2 separate regions of the Mus musculus genome follow, and region 2 is linked to region 1. Evidence: chromatin contacts called from public HiChIP or PLAC-seq data. All regions are on one chromosome and are shown on one strand. The core of a region is the stretch at or near the end of the contact, and the rest is flanking DNA. Distances in the headings are between cores, read along the strand shown. Region 1 has its middle 30 kb from the start of Gm6639. Region 2 overlaps Mccc1 (methylcrotonoyl-Coenzyme A carboxylase 1 (alpha)).

Region 1 (2,700 bases), core at 92-2,591:
TCTGTAGGAGGCTGGTCATATGAAGATGCTGTTGTAAGGAAGCTGAGTATCCATGTTGCACCAGTCAGTGTTGCCAAGCATTGTTTCGTTTTGAACTTCTATGCAGTCACATGGTGTCTTGTCTGACTATTTCCCGGTGGGGGCACCAGTCTCAAACTTGCGTCATTTGCCTCTTTCTCCTTTGTCTACAGAGCTGCCTTGATTGTTATTCTTAGTGGACATTTAGATTTGTTAAATTTGTCACACAGTTTCTCTGTATTTTGAAAAACATCAGGAAAGAAGTTGAAAGTAAATTGATTTACAGTTTGGCTAAGGTAGGGCTAGAGGTGGGGATTTGAGCTAATGCCCTGCTTCCCATGCCTATAGACACCTACAATGTATAGAAAACAGTAAGAACATATGTAATTAACTGTGAGGCAGGCTAATAGTCCTTTGAAGGTGCAAAGAGGACCTGGGCCCCATGTTGTTGGGTTGTTTGAAGACACTTAAAAAATTAAATGTAGGCAGAGGGAAATGCAGTCTCAAAGATCTCTTGTTTTAATAGAGAAAATAATCAGGTTTGTGAGTCCTATGGTTTTCCCTTAATCTGGACCTGTGAGAGTTTCTTGTTCTTGATTTTATTCATTTGATAGGTGGGGAATGCAAGCTTTTTGCATCTACTCTTTGGATGTCAGCCTCAAGCTCCTGAGTTCTGAATCTTGCTAAACACAGCACAGAACAGTGATCTTCTGAGAGCCGAAGAGAGGGCCAATCGAGGAGTGATGCGTTTTGCTGAAGCATCTTTTCAGAGCATGCTTCACTGGGATTGGATGGCAAGCAAAGCTTCTTCTCCAGCTAATCACAGGCAAGATTGAGACCTGTCCCCATTAGGTCGGTAATAAGCATTGTGAAATAGGACAAGGAGCCAGGGTGTCGAGTTACAAAAAAGCCCTGTATTGTCTCCTTCTACCCCAAACATAACTTGGATGACCCAGATGAACCCCAAATGCAATCCAAATCTTCCTAAAGGAAGAGAGGAAATGTGATAGAGAGGAGGGCAAGAGCTCACATTGGCCAGGTGTGATCCTGATTTGGAGACAAAGGAAGGGACCCAGAAAGACAGCACAAGGAATGTTTTGGAGGCTGTAAAGAGCAAAGGGCCAGGTGCCACTCACAGGCATGTCCACCCTCTTGGCTCTGTAACACAACCCTGTCACCTGCAAAGTCAATGCTCAAGAGTTGCACAATTGAGTGACAAAAAAGTCTCTCATAATCTTTTAAATGATTTACTGGGTCATGCATTTCCCCTAGGCAGGGTGCTGTTTCCTCGTGGAGAGTGTGTTCCCCTTTCTCATCTCCTTTGGGGCAGATTGATTGCCAGTGTTGAGAGATGATACCCAGTTAGTTTCCTCAGGGAACCCCTGTGGGGTTTGGTTTAATTTTATTTCCTGCTGGAGACTGAACCAAAGCTTCACAGAGCTCCATGCCCTGCCCAGTTCCACCTGCTCGGTGTTTTTTAAGTGAACAGTATGAAAGCAAACTCGGCATAGGAGCTTCTGTTTCAGGGAGCCACGTTTGGGTAGAGGTCCATGCTCCACTTGGGTTTTTCAATCAGTTTGCTGCCTTAATATATTCAAAGCTAGCATCTCCACCCTGTGTGGCCCGTGGTGCTTCCAAGTCCTAAGTTTCTCAGTGGTTCAGCAGGTCCAGTTAGGTTCCTCCTGTCAGGGATCTCTTCAGTTCCGGTAGCTCTTTTTCCTTGGATGAGATACTCTGCTTGTTACACCTACTGATACCCCTTCTAGTCTCTTTTACTGTTGTTATTTTTTCTCTTTCTCTTCCTCTTCCTTCCCCTCCTTCTTTGTACCCTCTTTCTCAGTTATTTTTCCTCTTAATTTTTTATTTAAGACAGGGTCTTTCTATATAGACCGTGATGTCTTGAAATTCAGAAATCCTCCTACCTCAGCTTCTTAAATTCTGGGGTTAAAGATGTGTACCACCAAGGCCAGTACCATCTTATTTTTGAGACAGGGTTTCTCACTGAACCTGAGGCCTTTTGATTTGTGTAGACTAGCTGGCTTGCAAGCCAGGATTCCTCCTGTCACTACAGCCTCAACTGGGTTACAGTGTGTGCTGCCATACAGGGCTTTTCCAAGTGGCTTCTGGGAGCTTGAACTTAGATCCTCTTTCCCATCATCTAAGTCATCTATCTTCCCAGCATTTTCTTCCTTCCTACAGATATTCATTTTTCTTCATTTAGTGGTATTGTCAGGATTTAAATAAGAAGGAAAGTATGTGGTTACTTTATTTGCTTAATCAGAAATCAGCCTATATGCCACCAGAGAGTGGGCTCAGCAGTAAACTGTATACTGTTGTTGTAGAGGGTAGGAATTCAGTTCCCAGCACCCACACCATCTGTAAGCCCCAGGAAGGTCTGATGCTACTACCCATCATGGGCACCACCACATCCTCCCCCACATACACATTATTAAAAAATAAATCTCAAAATTAAATATATCAGTCATTAATTTCAGTGTTTCAATTTTTTTTTAACTGTATGTCTTTGAGGCAACACATAATGGGATGAATTCAAATAATGTTTTGAGTCGGAAAAGCAGAATTTTATCACTGCCTTCTCATGCTTCCCTGCTGGGCTCAAGAACTAATTTGACACATGAAAAAAGTAAGAGGAGAACATAAGTATTTAATCTTAGTTTTGTG
Region 2 (2,700 bases), core at 83-2,582, 270 kb before region 1:
GTTTAAAATTACAAAAACTTTCCTTTCTTCCTCTCTTTCTGAGAGTTTATCTCATAAATACAATGTACTGGGAACACATTCCATCTTCCATTGCCCTCTTACCCCTCACCTATCCTCAGCTAGGCCTCCAACCTTCATGACTTTATTCAAACCCAGAGTTAGGGCTGCTTGTGTGAGCACGGGTAGGGAGCTGTTTGCTGGCCATGGGCAACTCCTTACTAGTTACACAACTTAAGAAAACGATACCCTTCCCTGGCAACCATTAACTGCCAATGGCCCCTCTTCCTCCTCCTCTTTCTGTTTCCCTTCCTCCTCCATAAGGCCCCACCCCATCCAGAATAGAATGCTGAAGAGCCTGGTCTCATGCAGGCCTTGTGCAGGTGTGCAAGGTTACTGTGTGCCCCTGATTACAAACACCTGTGTCTGGGCGTTCCGTGTTTACAGCACACCCCCTCCTCTGTTATCTTATGTTCTTTGCACCTCCTCTTCCTCAATGCTGGGCTTTGGAGAGGGTGAGATAGGTACCCATCTGAGGGTGCACACTCGCACTCTCCCCTCTTATTCTCAGCACGCTGACCACTTGTACGTCTCTGCATCAGCCATCGGCCATTGCAGAAGGAAGCATCTCCACCCACAGCCGAGAGTAGCACTGATGTACTGGCATAAACACAAATGTTTAGAAGGTGGTTCGTGTGACATGAGGTGCTGTTCTTATCTTCTGAAGCTAAAACTCTGCCTTGTAAGCACCGACAGCAGCGATTCTCAATTTGGGGGCCGTGACCCATTTCACAGGGGTCCATCAGAAAACATAGATATGCATGTGCGTTACCATCCGTAACAGTAGCAAAGTTACAGTTATGAGGTAGCAACAAAAATGACTTTATGGTTGGGGTCAGCACAGCATGGGGGACAGTATTAAAGAGTCGCAGCGTTAGGAAGGTTGAGAACCATTGGGCTACAGTCTCTTCCCCTGTGTTCCTGAGGACCACTGTACTGCTTTCTGTCTCTGAGAGTTTAATGCTGTAGGCACCTGATAGACATGGAATAATTTAATATTTGCCTTTTTGTGACTGGCACATTTCACTTTTGTATCATGTCTTCAAGGATCAGAACTTCCTTTGGAAGTGGATAATTTTCATGCACTGTCTTCTCCTTATCCATTCATGTGTGGCTGCAGAAGGGTTCTTTCTGACTTTTGGCTGTTGTAAAAAATGCTGCTAGCCATGGGTGTGCACAGATAGTTCTTCAAAGTTGTTCTAAAGTTTTGAGTATGTATCTAAAAGTAGAATTGCTACATCATGCAGTAATTCGGTTTTTCATTTTTGAGGAACTACAGTAGTTTCCTGTAGCAACTGCACCTTTCTGCATTCTCACGAGCAGTGCCCAGGACTGTGTCTACACCCTGGCCAGAGCACTTGTGATTTCCCTCCTTTCTTGTTGAATGACAACCATCTTAATTGGTGTGAAGTGGCAAGATGTTGATGCTTTGATTCATAAATGTCTTAAGGATAATGGCTGGTTTTTTTTTTTTCTTTTCTTTCACTGGTGTGTGTGTGTGTGTGTGTGTGTGTGTGTGTGTACTTACTGGCCACTGGTATGTCTTCTTGGGAAAATTTCTCTCTGTTACCTTTGCCTTTCTATATTTTAATCCAACTATTTTGTTGTTGCTGTTGAGTTATTGGATGATTAGAAAAAGACCTAAGATCACGGCAGTACCCATTTTCACTAGTCATCATAAAGTATAGCATTTTCTAAGGTCCAGTGCCTTCTAGAGAACTCTACTCCATACTCATGAAGGGGGAAATTATTTTAAAAGCCAGATAGCATCGTGGTCCTAATGTGAAGGTTTTACAGGCTCTCTGAATGGCTGTGAGAAAGCCCAAAGAGATTGAGTCATTGTGTAGGAAGCTGCAGAGGAAAGCTTACACTAGCCCTTAATTAAAAGAAGTCTATAGCAAGCTGAGATGCTGGAGAGTTCTTGTTGTCTATGTGTGTGTGTGGGCTCACGCATGGGTCACAGAGTCCGTGTAGAAGTCAGAAGACAGTTCACAGGAGTTGGTACCATTTCCAATGTAGGCGCCTGGGGCTCAAACATGAGACTCAGGTCATCAGGCTTCGTAGCAGGCGCCAATCCCTGGGCCATCTTGGTTGGCTCTTTTAAAGGGTGTTAAAAATGTAAGGATTTAGCTACTAATTCAGTAAATCTAATATATCACTTTTAATATGAGCTGAAAGATTTCAAATTCTACAGAATGAATAGACCAGTAATATCCAGCACTTTGAGACACAGTAGTTTCCTCTATGTAAGCTTCACAGAGCCATGGGAACTCTACTCACTTCAAGACATGTACACCATGCTTCATATCAGTGCCTCTCCAGTGGGGGGGACTCTTTCTTGTTCCATGATGACTAGTAATTTTATCCTGTTTGGTTCATGGGAGTAAACGTGTTGTTTTGAACTTTTAGACAAAAACTTTTATACCCTAAGATTTTACAGATATTCAAACAGCTGTTTTAGTAGCTTGGAATGTAGAGTCAGTGTCATGTTTAACTTACGAGAGATGAGAACTAGTGTACAAATACTGCTACGTAACCTATTTCACTTCAGTTCCAACAGCGTATTTACAAAGAACAGACACAGACTTCTATACAAATATGTTGGAAATTGGAAAGAAAAACATAAGATTTAAATGAATATTC

Evidence for each region. HiChIP or PLAC-seq counts read pairs in DNA pulled down with a chosen protein or histone mark.
Region 2: a contact with region 1 is called in an H3K27ac HiChIP or PLAC-seq map of acute myeloid leukemia, with 7 times the contacts expected there. The contact joins two enhancer-like sites. A contact is called at or near these places in 1 of 39 promoter capture datasets (embryonic stem cells), 6 of 15 datasets of contacts at CTCF or cohesin (the G1E-ER4 cell line, embryonic stem cells, large pre-B cells and 2 more), 172 of 484 Hi-C or Micro-C datasets (the 63-12 cell line, the AML12 cell line, the AtT-20 cell line and 82 more), 18 of 115 datasets of contacts at active chromatin or transcription factors (the HPC-7 cell line, Th17 cells, acute myeloid leukemia and 7 more) and 4 of 9 other capture datasets (adipose tissue, embryonic stem cells, liver and 1 more).

The regions. Positions count from the first base shown.
Region 1 is chr3:35,694,687-35,697,386 of GRCm38.p6, reverse strand. No RefSeq gene overlaps it. Among named protein-coding and RNA genes, the nearest start is that of Gm6639, 30 kb to the right of the region's middle. Within about 2 kb of position 1,341, at least 4 of the 459 cell types and tissues checked have an H3K27ac peak or open chromatin away from gene starts, as enhancers often do. A contact at or near this core is called in acute myeloid leukemia, where this site is marked.
Region 2 is chr3:35,965,288-35,967,987 of GRCm38.p6, reverse strand. The region is part of intron 15 of Mccc1 (methylcrotonoyl-Coenzyme A carboxylase 1 (alpha)); the gene reads left to right. Among named protein-coding and RNA genes, the nearest start is that of Mccc1os, 33 kb to the left of the region's middle. Within about 2 kb of position 1,332, at least 33 of the 459 cell types and tissues checked have an H3K27ac peak or open chromatin away from gene starts, as enhancers often do. A contact at or near this core is called in acute myeloid leukemia, where this site is marked.